3 separate regions of the Mus musculus genome follow, and regions 1 and 2 are each linked to region 3. Evidence: chromatin contacts called from public HiChIP or PLAC-seq data. All regions are on one chromosome and are shown on one strand. Each heading gives the region's core, a stretch centred on a gene start, on an enhancer-like site or on the middle of the called end of the contact. The rest is flanking DNA. Distances are from core to core; before and after follow the strand shown. Region 1 overlaps Blnk (B cell linker). Region 2 overlaps Cc2d2b (coiled-coil and C2 domain containing 2B). Region 3 holds the start of Zfp518a (zinc finger protein 518A).

What was found. HiChIP or PLAC-seq counts read pairs in DNA pulled down with a chosen protein or histone mark.
Region 1: an H3K4me3 HiChIP or PLAC-seq map of bone marrow-derived macrophages shows a contact between it and region 3, with 2.1 times the contacts expected there. The contact joins the enhancer-like site here to the promoter of Zfp518a in region 3. A contact is called at or near these places in 1 of 15 datasets of contacts at CTCF or cohesin (the NIH/3T3 cell line), 3 of 484 Hi-C or Micro-C datasets (the G1E-ER4 cell line and embryonic stem cells), 7 of 115 datasets of contacts at active chromatin or transcription factors (CD8 T cells, bone marrow-derived macrophages, embryonic stem cells and 1 more) and 3 of 9 other capture datasets (adipose tissue, liver and pancreatic islet).
Region 2: an H3K27ac HiChIP or PLAC-seq map of the HPC-7 cell line shows a contact between it and region 3, with 5 times the contacts expected there. The contact joins the enhancer-like site here to the promoter of Zfp518a in region 3. A contact is called at or near these places in 13 of 39 promoter capture datasets (the 3T3-L1 cell line, 3T3-L1-derived adipocytes, the C10 cell line and 8 more), 16 of 484 Hi-C or Micro-C datasets (CD4 T cells, CD8 T cells, LSK cells and 8 more), 6 of 115 datasets of contacts at active chromatin or transcription factors (the 230-238 cell line, the HPC-7 cell line, bone marrow-derived macrophages and 2 more) and 3 of 9 other capture datasets (adipose tissue, liver and pancreatic islet).

What each region holds. Positions count from the first base shown.
Region 1 is chr19:40,961,216-40,964,768 of GRCm38.p6, forward strand. It overlaps Blnk (B cell linker), which reads right to left. Exons shown (of 17, transcript NM_008528.5): 4 at 3,028-3,068; 5 at 1,130-1,286. Among named protein-coding and RNA genes, the nearest start is that of Blnk, 31 kb to the right of the region's middle. Within about 2 kb of position 1,911, at least 45 of the 459 cell types and tissues checked have an H3K27ac peak or open chromatin away from gene starts, as enhancers often do. A contact at or near this core is called in bone marrow-derived macrophages, where this site is marked.
Region 2 is chr19:40,811,562-40,814,979 of GRCm38.p6, forward strand. It overlaps Cc2d2b (coiled-coil and C2 domain containing 2B), which reads left to right. Exons shown (of 35, transcript NM_001376940.1): 30 at 1,655-1,768. Among named protein-coding and RNA genes, the nearest start is that of Gm33482, 5.0 kb to the right of the region's middle. Within about 2 kb of position 1,795, at least 45 of the 459 cell types and tissues checked have an H3K27ac peak or open chromatin away from gene starts, as enhancers often do. A contact at or near this core is called in the HPC-7 cell line, LSK cells, hematopoietic stem and progenitor cells and 1 more, where this site is marked.
Region 3 is chr19:40,892,604-40,896,148 of GRCm38.p6, forward strand. Zfp518a (zinc finger protein 518A) reads left to right here and starts at 2,102. Exons shown (of 5, transcript NM_028319.1): 1 at 2,102-2,187. It overlaps Mir8092 (microRNA 8092), which reads left to right and starts at 2,100; the gene lies at 2,100-2,186.

The DNA.
Region 1 (3,553 bases), core at 661-3,160, 68 kb after region 3:
CTGCAGTCTCCTCTTGCCCTATACAGTGAAGATGCATCCCTGTTCCATAAGGCTGACAGGGATAAGAAGCTATAACGATAAAGTGCTGCCCTGCAATATATAGAAAATAGCAAGAGTATGCTACCTAGCTCAGTGCTCAGAGCCGAGAGCATGGTTCTGACCAGAGTAAGGGCTCAACAGACTAATTGTGGAACAAAGAACTAGCATCAACTGGTACCCTGTGGAGAGAGGCTGTTGACAACAGTGAGGATAATCTTGCCGCACACACGCAAACACTACCCTGGTTATGAACACACTCAATATCCCTGCCTTCAGGGAATCTCCTGGTCCCTTGCTATGATGAGAACAGAAATGATTTTACCGTTCCTCCTGAGACCTTATACAAGCTAGGTAAGAACTCTACCACTGAGCAACACTCAACAGCCTGGATTTTGTCTCTTTGTTTATGTTCTGGGTTTTAACTTTTTATTTTGAGGTGTGGTCTTGTTAAATTGCCCAGCCTTCAGACTTGGGATCCTACCGCCTCATCCTCACCCACCAGCTAGGATTATAGACCTGTGCTACCATGCTAGACTTCTTGATGGACCACCAGAGGCATGCCTCAAAGCCAGATTGTGCAGTGTCGGCTGACCTAAGAGGTTGATTGCAGGCCCAGGGCTCACCGACCACCCCCCCCCACACACACACACACACTACCTAGTGGACATCCACAGTTTAGGTGGCCTGTGTGCAAAGCTGTCTGGACCAGAACAAAGAGGGGGCTTTTGTGGTGGACACTTGGGTCCTTGAAGGACACCATTATTCTATGTGGGCTTCTCAGAAGCTCCAGAGTCCTGGATGAAGGAAATCCTAGGAGAAACAGGACTAATGTCTGGGTTGACTTCTTGTGGGGCTATGAGGGCAGGGGTGGGGAGAGCAATTCTTAGGGTACATTTTTTTATCAGTTCAGATAATCTGTTCAATGCTCCCTCCCCCGCCCCCCCGTCCCCCCCCCCCCACCCCACTGTGCACCTGCCTGCTCCTGTACTGCTGCTCCGAAGGGAGAGTGGAGACAGACAGGGGACCCTCAGGCAGCAGCTGTTTGCCCATCTCCCCCATCCTGTGGTCCCAGCGTCCACAGCGACCTCACCTACATACTCGCCCCTCGTGAAGGGCAGGGCTGGATGGACCACCCGTGTCTGCTGCTCAGCGGGAGGCGGTTCATAGGAATCGTCGCCCGTCTCCTCGGCAGGCATCACATACATCTCGGAGTCCGAATGTTCATCTGGATTTTCATAGTCACTGTCCTGCAAATGTAAGCATCGTGCTTGGTACCCTGCAGGTGCTGTCTAGTGAGCGGATCCCACCTTAGGAGGCAGGAGGGGTTCCAGCGGAGGCAGAGGACAGGAAGTGGAGGTTGATGGAGACTGATGGAGACTGTCTGTTTCTGCCTGCTTCACCCAGCTCCTGCCATGATCACACAGGACTTTCCAGTGCAGAGACAGACACTTGTCTCCTTTCTGTTGGGATGTTATAACGGGGTTCCTCTGTCGGGCATAAAGGCTTTAGGAACAAGCCTGTGTTTCATACTATCTGCAGCGGAGACCCACCAAAGTAAAAATAACCGCTAGGGGAATTTAACCAATCCTTGTTAATCTTGGCTGTTTAACTTCAGGGTAGGTCGATCCCTATTCTCCGGGTTAATTTTTACTTTGTACTCCTCGACCTATACCTTCTCTGTAAAGATTACTTCTTTTATTTCTTGAGATTATAATATAATTAGACCGTTTCCCCTCCCCCTTCTCTCTTCAAACCCTCCCATATACCTATCCTTTGCTGTCTTTCAAATTCTTAATTCAGCCAGCAAGCTGTCTTCTCCCTCCCAGCCGCAGATGTGATCTTGCGCTGAAGCCAGCAGGGGGCGCACCCCCGACACTCTGGTTTCCGCTACACTGGGTTCTAGGGGGAACTTCATGCCCCAGTGACCCGCAATGAGATCACCCTTCCCCTTATTTTTCTTTTCTTTTTCTGCGGTTGAAGGAGGAGGAACTGCTGTCCTAAAGACCACATCCAGGTGGTGAACACAGATTCGATTCTAGACACTGGCCTGGAAGTCTTCATTCTGCGTCGTCCCCGTGAGGGACAGTGGAAATGTCAGTCTGTCCTCCTGACCTCCGCTTCCTTATAAATGAGGTGGGGGTGTGTTTAGGGTTCCTCACAGATCGAAACTCAGATCAGAGCACATTGTGGAAGGTACATTGTGGATGGATACAACAATGTTGAAGAAAACTTTAGACTCAGCTCCCATCATAGTGACCTGCCAGGGTCACTATGGCTAGGTCCCTCTTTCTCACTCCGTGACCTAGGAAGCACAGCTGATGTTCTTTTGGTCCTAACAGGTACCCTGGTAGCTGACAGCCTGGTTCTGAGACCCAGGTTTGAGTTTGGAAACTCTAAGTTAATGAAATGCTCCTTTCTGGTTCTAGCCAGAACTCTGTTAGAAAATAGAGTTTTGCTTGCTTAGTAGCCTGGCCTCAAACACTCCAAGTAACCCAGACTGGCCTTAAACTCTCAAGTCTTCCTGCCTCAGCCTCCCAAGTACTGAGATTAGATGTGAGTACCAGCTCTGGCGTTAACTCTTTGTTTTGGCGGCTCTCCTGCCTGGTGTCAGAGAGTAAGAGAGCACTGGGCAGCTTAGGTCAGAAGTATGCCTATTAGTACAGAGTATTTAAATGCATGTGTTACTTCTGGTTTTGTGAGTCTGTGAGCTCAAAGAATGGGGTAATCTATCTACCTCCCAGGGCCATGGTAGAATAGAGAAAGGTTATATGTAAAAGCGTTCAGCCTGACTTTTGATGAGCACTGGGTCAAGTGAGCTCTCAGCGAGGTCACTGCCACCTACCAAGAGGAGGCTCTTCAGCCCTTCTGAGACCCACCCCCCATCCCCGTGTTGCTCAGCTAGCCTTCAGAGTGTGGTTCAGAAAGAAGCCATTGAAGAGGTCTCCTCGAAAGGCTGGTACCCTCCTGATCCCAGGAGCAAACACTCACGAAGTCATCTGACCACTGCTCCTCTTCATCTGCAGGGCTGTCTGTAACAGGAGAGGGACACAGAGCAAAAAGCATGAATCCAGCTGGCCAGCTCTGGCTGACCCACAGGCACATGTACTGTCTGTCCTTAGCCCCCTGAGCTGACTGCCCACGGGCGCCAAAACTGGCTGCTTTTCTGTGGGCCTTGAACAGTAATTACAGCCATATTGTCATTTTTTTTCATCTCTTTCTCAGAAAGCTTAACCTAAAGCACAAAAGATAAGTCCCGCAGGAGCAGAACAGTGGGGCCCTTTACCTAGGCCTGCCTTTGTCAAGGGACATTTCTGGACATTTGCCCATTTTTTTTTTTTTTTTTTTGCTTTGATAAAGTCCATAACTGTCAGGTCCAAAAGGCACCCCACCCCCCTCCCAAAGGGTAGGCCCACTGGCTCAGTCCAAAACTGAGTCTAGGCCCAGCTCAATCTGGACTCTAGGGGGGATTTCTGGTGGTTAGATAAGAGCCAGGAATTCTTAGGAACTTGTAAAA
Region 2 (3,418 bases), core at 545-3,044, 81 kb before region 3:
AGTAAAGAAACTGCTGACATGACCCATGATATGGTTAGGGGCTTTGTTGTAGATAGAAAAGGGAGGACAGACCGAGCCACCTGAAGGAGCCCAGGGTGTAGACAAAAAGAAGTAGATGGAAATGGCTGGCAGACTGGGCACCACCAGGGCTCTCTTCGAGAGAAGGAAAATAGCAATGAGAGAGAGAGAGAGAGAGAGAGAGAGAGAGAGAGAGAGAAGAGAGAAGGGGAGGGGAGGGGAGGGGAGGGGAAAGGAGGGGAGAGAGAGAGAGAGCAGTGAAATAGAGAGAGTTAGTGGTAATAGGAGACACAGAGAGAAAGTGGACAGCAAAAGCTAAAGAGAGAACGTGTGTAACAAAGAGAAGAGTGGGAATAGCTGGGATATAGGAAGGATGGATGGCTGTGGGGAGGGAAGCCCATGAGCTGGAGGGAGGGTAGAGGAGGGGCGAGGAGGCCTAGGATGGACTTTGAAATGTGAAGAGGCACTTGTGATACTGAGGGAACACAGAGGCCAACATGGACTTTGATATCGTGGTAGGCACCATAGGCAGCCATGTGTCCCTTCTGCTAGAGGTAAGGGAAATGACTCCTGGTAGAAGGGAACCAGTTTCATAAGTTCCAGAGAAATTCTGGCTTTTATCTAAGTGTCAGAAATCTTCGGTCCAGTGTAAGCTCCCTTCTGGGTGTGTGGATAGTCTGAGAGACTTAACAGCTGGCAATTGAACATTTAGGCCCAAAGTTATTAATAGAAAGTCAGAATCTTTTTTTCAACAGAAGTCAGAAATCTAAAGGTTTACACAAAAGTTTTCTTTTAAAAAAATTCTAGGGCCAAGGCTGGGAGTAGTGGCCCATGCCTTTAATCCCAGCACCCAAAAGACAGAGGCAGGCAAATATCTCTGAGTTTGAAGCCAGCTTGGTCTACATAGTGAATTCTAGAACAGACAGGGACTCAAAACAACAACAATAACAACAAGACAAAAACACACACACACAAAAATGTCTAAGGACCAAACAAACATACTTCCATTGTCGTGGGCCTAGGCCACCAGGCTGCCTTTCCTGCTGTACCTATTCCTGTTTATCATACACGCTCGCTCAGTATCCTGGGTTGGATCTCTTATCTGTAGCCCATCTGTCTAGCTCTTTAGGGTAAGAAGTTTCTATTATGCTTCTTGATTGAGCATCATTTGACTTATATCTCTTCCTTTCTTTGAATCAAACACTGTATTGGTACAGGACAGACTGTAGCTCCAAGGCCCCAATTATCACTCTCCCAGATCCTTGTGTGATTATTTATCCAGAATGCACCCTTGGAAGCTCAGGGCAGTATATCTGCCTTGCAAGAAATGCCTTGTCTGGGATATAAATTGTCCTGCCACTCTGTACAGTATCCGTATCACCTATCCCATTATCTGAGTGGCCCGGTGTCCCAAGTTAATATTCTCTTCTTCTTACTCCTTATCAAAGTCAGAGCTTTCTGCTTTGCTTTTGTAGTAACAGCCTGATAAAGTGGAAGCTGGACTTCACGGCTCTAAATGCCTTGTTTACTGGACTCAACTTTCTCTTTCCTCTCTCCTCCTCTTCCTCTCTTCCTCCTCCTTTTAAAATACATTGTATTATTTTTTGTTCCTTTTTTTTTTTTTCCTTTTGCCCAGTGCTGCATTAGTTTGGCCATTGGAAATAAAGAAGAGCATGCCATACTTCTCTGTAATTTCTTTCTGTACTTCGGGAAGAAGGCATTGGTGACCCTGGGAACCTCAGTACTAGAAGTAAGTGCCGGGAAAGTGTGAAAGAAACTCAACCACACTTAAGCCGCCAGTCTGGGAGACTTCCCGCTCACCCGCTCACCCGCTCACCCGAGAGCTTCAAGGGCAAGCATTTGTGACCTGAGGGTAATGCTGGCACACCAACATTTCTACAGTGCAAAGAACAGTTTCTACTTTTCTTCTTGTAAAATGGGGCTCTTGGCGTGGCCTCCGGGAATATAAAACCACCTCACACCCCAGCAGCTGTCTGTGGCAAATGTGCAGTGAATGAGATAAGGGGTCATGCGGCATCCCGGGCGTGCCTGGCTCTGTGGCTGTTCTCATCCACCACCACCGTCCGGTTTCAGAAACTACACTGTAAGGCTTGAGCTAACTCTCTAACGATGTCTTCTCTGCTTCTCCAGGATTTAACACTTTACATTACACTTCTGAATATATTCCGGCCTGACGTGGATATCTGGCCACGTTTCGGCATTTCCAGTCTTACCTTTTGCTTATTTGTTTTTTTGTTTGTTTATTACTATGATATGATTTATTTCCCAAGATCCCTTGCCATAGCTTATTATTTGTCAAATTTGTTAATGTCCCCTTTGATCCACTACCCTGGTTGTAAGTGCTAGTAGGTGGCACTAATAAGATCTCAATAAATAACTCTTACTTGATCCACAGAGAAAATCCACAGCAGGCAGGTTCCACCTCAGTTGGTGGATGAGGTGAAACGGGAGACACAGAAATGAAGAGCAAGCACTCTGAGCCAGAGATGTAGAGACATCGGGACAAGGACAACAATGGGCCAAACAGTGTCCAGACTGGCTTGGGTTTAAAGCCAGCAGCTGGGCAGGAGAAGTAGAGACGTAGGGACAGGACGGCAATGGGCTGAGCAGTGTCCAGACTGGCTTGAGTTTAAAGTCAGCAGCTTCACTCAGGTGTGGGCTAGGCTTTGTTCACCTCTCCATCCTGCTAACCTCTGCTGAAAGTGTCACTCTGCTTTTCACTGTCACTTTAGCCCCTTAAACTCCAAGTCCTCATTAAAGAGGGTGCGTGATAAACATGCCTACCTTCAAAACTGAGAGTGAATTAAAAGGGGAAAATCAGTATGAATCTTAGCATAACCAATAAATATTAAATATTACTATCATTACTTGAATTATTTATTTTTCCACTAAGAAAGTCTCAACACTATGAGAAGATACATGTAGAGCAAAATAATAACCATTTTAAAAAAAAAAAACTTTTTAAGGGGCTGAAAAGATGGCTCAGCGGTTAAGAGCACTGACTGCTCTGCCAGAGGTCCTGAGTTCAATTCCCAGCAACCACATGGTGGCTCACAACCATCTGTAATGGGATCTGATACCCTCGTCTGGTGTGTCTGAAGACAGCGACAGTATATCCACATACATAAAATAAATAAATACTTAAAAACAACTTTTTAAAATTGTATTTATTATTTCACAAGTCACATGCCACAGCACACACATAGTGGTCATAGGAAAACTGGAGAGCTTTCTCCTTCTGCCTACACAGGTTCCTGTGGCCAGGCCAGCAGGCTTCTACCAGCTGAGCCTTCTCATTGGCCCCATAACTAATACTTACTGTCTTTTTCTAAATAAATATTATTGTTATTAGTATGTATGTGTGTGTATGGGTGGCAAG
Region 3 (3,545 bases), core at 852-3,351:
TTAACCCCCTTTATGATACAATGACCATGAATTAATAATACATTTAAACAAAGGATTTGTAAGCAAGAAGGAAACTTTGCGACTGTCACCACCAGGTTTAGTATGAGAAGATAAGAGGTTATTGTCCACTGCGAGTAAATTGCAGGTTCATCTTCAGAGCAGCCTATCTCTGAAAGCATTAATATGGTTATCCTATTCCCATGAACTATCTTTAAGTTTGGAACGTTCTAAAATCTTTTTATTTTTTGAGCTATTACCCAGCGTTTGTTCATTTGCAGTTTTAGAGTCTATCTCCTCTTCCTTTCTGTTTCACTCCTTTTGTTATTAACTTCAGTGTTCAGAACTTTAAAAGAGCAAAGAGTAAGAGTTTGATAAAAATGAAAAAACTGGACAAGGAAAAGAGAGAGAGTTCACCAACATTCTAGCTTATTTAGCATGCAATGAAAACTTTGAGTCTTCTAGAATTAAACACAGGTTTTCAAGGTGAACATAGATGCAAAAATAAAGTTTTATGAGAATACTACAGAACATGATGATGCATCATTTTTGTCATGTAAATTATAAAAGCTATAACAAAACTAACTACTCACAGTCCAAAACAACTTTTTTTTTTCCTATTAAAAAACAAACAGGCTTTTCTCCACTTCTCTCCTCAGCAATGTGTGTCCTCTTTTCTGGAACAATGAAAATATTGTGTTAAGGAGAAAATCTACCAGCACTCAGGAAACAGAGGCAGGCAGAGCTTTGTAAGCTGGAGGCCAGCCTGGTCTACAAATTGAGTTCCAGGACAGCCAGGGCTCTGTTACACTGTCTCAGGGCCTGTTACCCTGCCCCCCCCCAAAGAAAATCTATTTTGCAAACATCATTATAGATTATAAATATGCCCTTTTGATATTAATAGATTTCACCTTCACTTTTATAGTTATGTTTGTACTTCTTGTGTGAATTTCAGCTTGCCGCTTCTAGGAGGACTGTTGTACAAACCACCCAAAACTAAGGGTTCTCCGTGTGTGTTTTATTCCTTTCTTTTTCTTTTTCTTTTTCTTTTTCTTTTTTTTAATTTAAAGGGTAAAGTCCGTGTGGCACAGGTCAATGCGTTCAAAAGCATATCCTAAGAAAGTGGAAAATTCTTAACAGTTTTAAAATTGGTTTTAAGAAAAATTTGTGCGTGTCAGGAGTTATTTGGGTTACCCCTTGCCCCCACGCATCCCCCCCCCCAAAAAAAAAAACTACGGCCCACAGTTGAAGCCAAAATTCTCAGATTCGATCTTTTATATTTTGCTATATCCCTCCGCCTCGAGTTTTTGACGGCGGCAGTTTCCACAGTGCTTCCACGTGTGTTTTTTGTCCTTTTTTTCTTTTAAGGGAGGTAATTATTTACCAAGTGAGATTAGTAGGCTTCTGAAACGTTCTGAAAGAGAGGAGCCACATTTGGACTTTGTACGACTCTTGTGTGGGGTGGGGAAGGATTCTTTTCTTGGGGGCAAGGATTCCATTTTTGAGTCTGTGAGGGGCGTGCGAGGGTTTTCCTTCGCTGAGAGGACTTCCTTCGCTCAGACGAGTCCTCCGTGCCGTGGGAGGAGGTCGTGTCGCGGCGGGAGAGAAGAGTGTCCCTCACAGGTAGCCTGTGCGTGGGGCTGCTCTGGAGCTCAGGGTTGGCTCCCTTGTGGGCCAGAGCTTTGGGTAGCAGCTTCGTCCAACCACTGGGACGTCAAAGGGATACCACAACTCGCGTGATCCGAGTAAGTACAGGGAACACGCCATTTGCTAAGATGGGGGCTGCCTAAAACCTCTGGGTTGAGGCCATTTCCTGTCAACCAAGGCTTGCCAAGCACACCAGTTCCTGCTTCTGGTGTCTACTTGGGAAAGGACGGTAGCCATTTTCCCCGTTCTTCCCCCCGCAGTAGGATCCCCGCGGCTGGTGAGTAGACGGGGGGCGGTGAGGCGGGACGCAGGGAGGCGCCGTATGACGAGGTCAGCCGTGGACTCAGCGCCATGGCCTACTCTCGGGAGGCTGAGGCGGGGGCCCTTCCGGCCGCCGTTCCCTTCCGCTCGCCTCAGGTGCAGCGCGGATCCCTCCGCCGCAGCGTGCGCTGCCGGCAGCGCGGCGCTCGGCTTTCCGGCAGTACCCGGATGGAGGGGTAATGGCCGCCATCTGGGACTCGCAGGCAATGGGGACCACGGCAGGTATTCCCTGTGTGCGGAGCCGCCAAGACCAGTTAGGATGTCGGGACGCACAGAGAGACGGCAAGGGGCCAAGGGCGAAATCGTGGGGTGCTAGGGTTCCCCCCAAATGGTCTTGGGGGGGATCCGCCTCTTGCGCTAGGAAGCTCATGTTAAATAGTCCCGTCCATTCAGCGCTTCCGGCCAACTTGCCGCAAAGTTTTCTAGAGAAGTCCTTGGTTTCTAACCCGGGGCTCTTGCTAGCTCTTAGGGCTGGTCATTGTCGTCTCGGCTTGGGCTGGTTGTAAGTTTGTCCCTAAGAACTCCCCCACGGTCTCAGAGCCTAGGACTTGGGCGCGCGCGCACGGCGCGGCGACAGTGTACATCCGCGCGCCCGAGGGGCAGCGGAACTCCGGGGAAAGGGGCGGATCGGGCGCGGCGTTTTGGGGGCGATGCGGGGGCGTTTGGCGCGCGAAGCCATCGCTCGTCGGGTTCCGCGCCCGGTGGAGACGGGCTGGGCAGCCCTCAGTCCGCACCCCTCGAGCTGTAGGTTCGCGGGCCCGCCTCGACGGCATCCCTACTATGGGCCCAGTCTATGGCTATTGGGGGTTCTTCCTTGCAGAGACTCCCCGCTCTCTTGGCGCACGCACTGCGCGCCCTCAGAGTTGGGCAAGAAAGTGGTCCTCTTGTAGACTGCCCCCACCACCACCACACCCAGTGGCATATGGATTTCTTTGTCACGGGCTTTTTTTTTTTTTTTCCCCACTTGTAGGGTCCATCTTGAATCTGTTCTTAACATGGTGTCCTCTTTGTTAAGTGGGTAGTATCTTGAGTTAGATGGCTTTGGTAACTCAAAAGTATTGGGTCTGAATGCATAGATGATGTGATTTAACTCTTATCTAGACCAATGGAACAGATGCAACTTCAAAGTTTAGAAAACAAAAGTTAAGGGTCAGTTTTCGCTTCAGGTTTAAATTTGGGTTATTTTAGTTTTTGTAAATTATTTTTTTCAAAAGTCTTGAAAATGGGGAAAGGGGTCAGTTTTTGAGGAATTCATGAGAATGTTGAACTGTCTGTGATTATCTCAGGGATGTAATGTAAAAACAACTCACAGCGTGGTTAATTTGAAAGTCTGGTTTTCTTAAGGCACATTTTACTAATAATAATTGAATTGCTTTTTTTCCCAGCAAAACAGGTCTGATTTGAGTGTGCTCTAAAGTTTGTATGGTCAGAATGAATAGAGAGACTTGCTGAAATTCCCTAACATTTTTAAAGTTATAGCTGCAGATCTGTTAATTATCCTTCAACAAAGCTGTATTTTTCTTTAGAAAGTCAAAAGGGGCAATTCGTACTAGCACTTGAGGGGTGTTGGCTTTCTATGG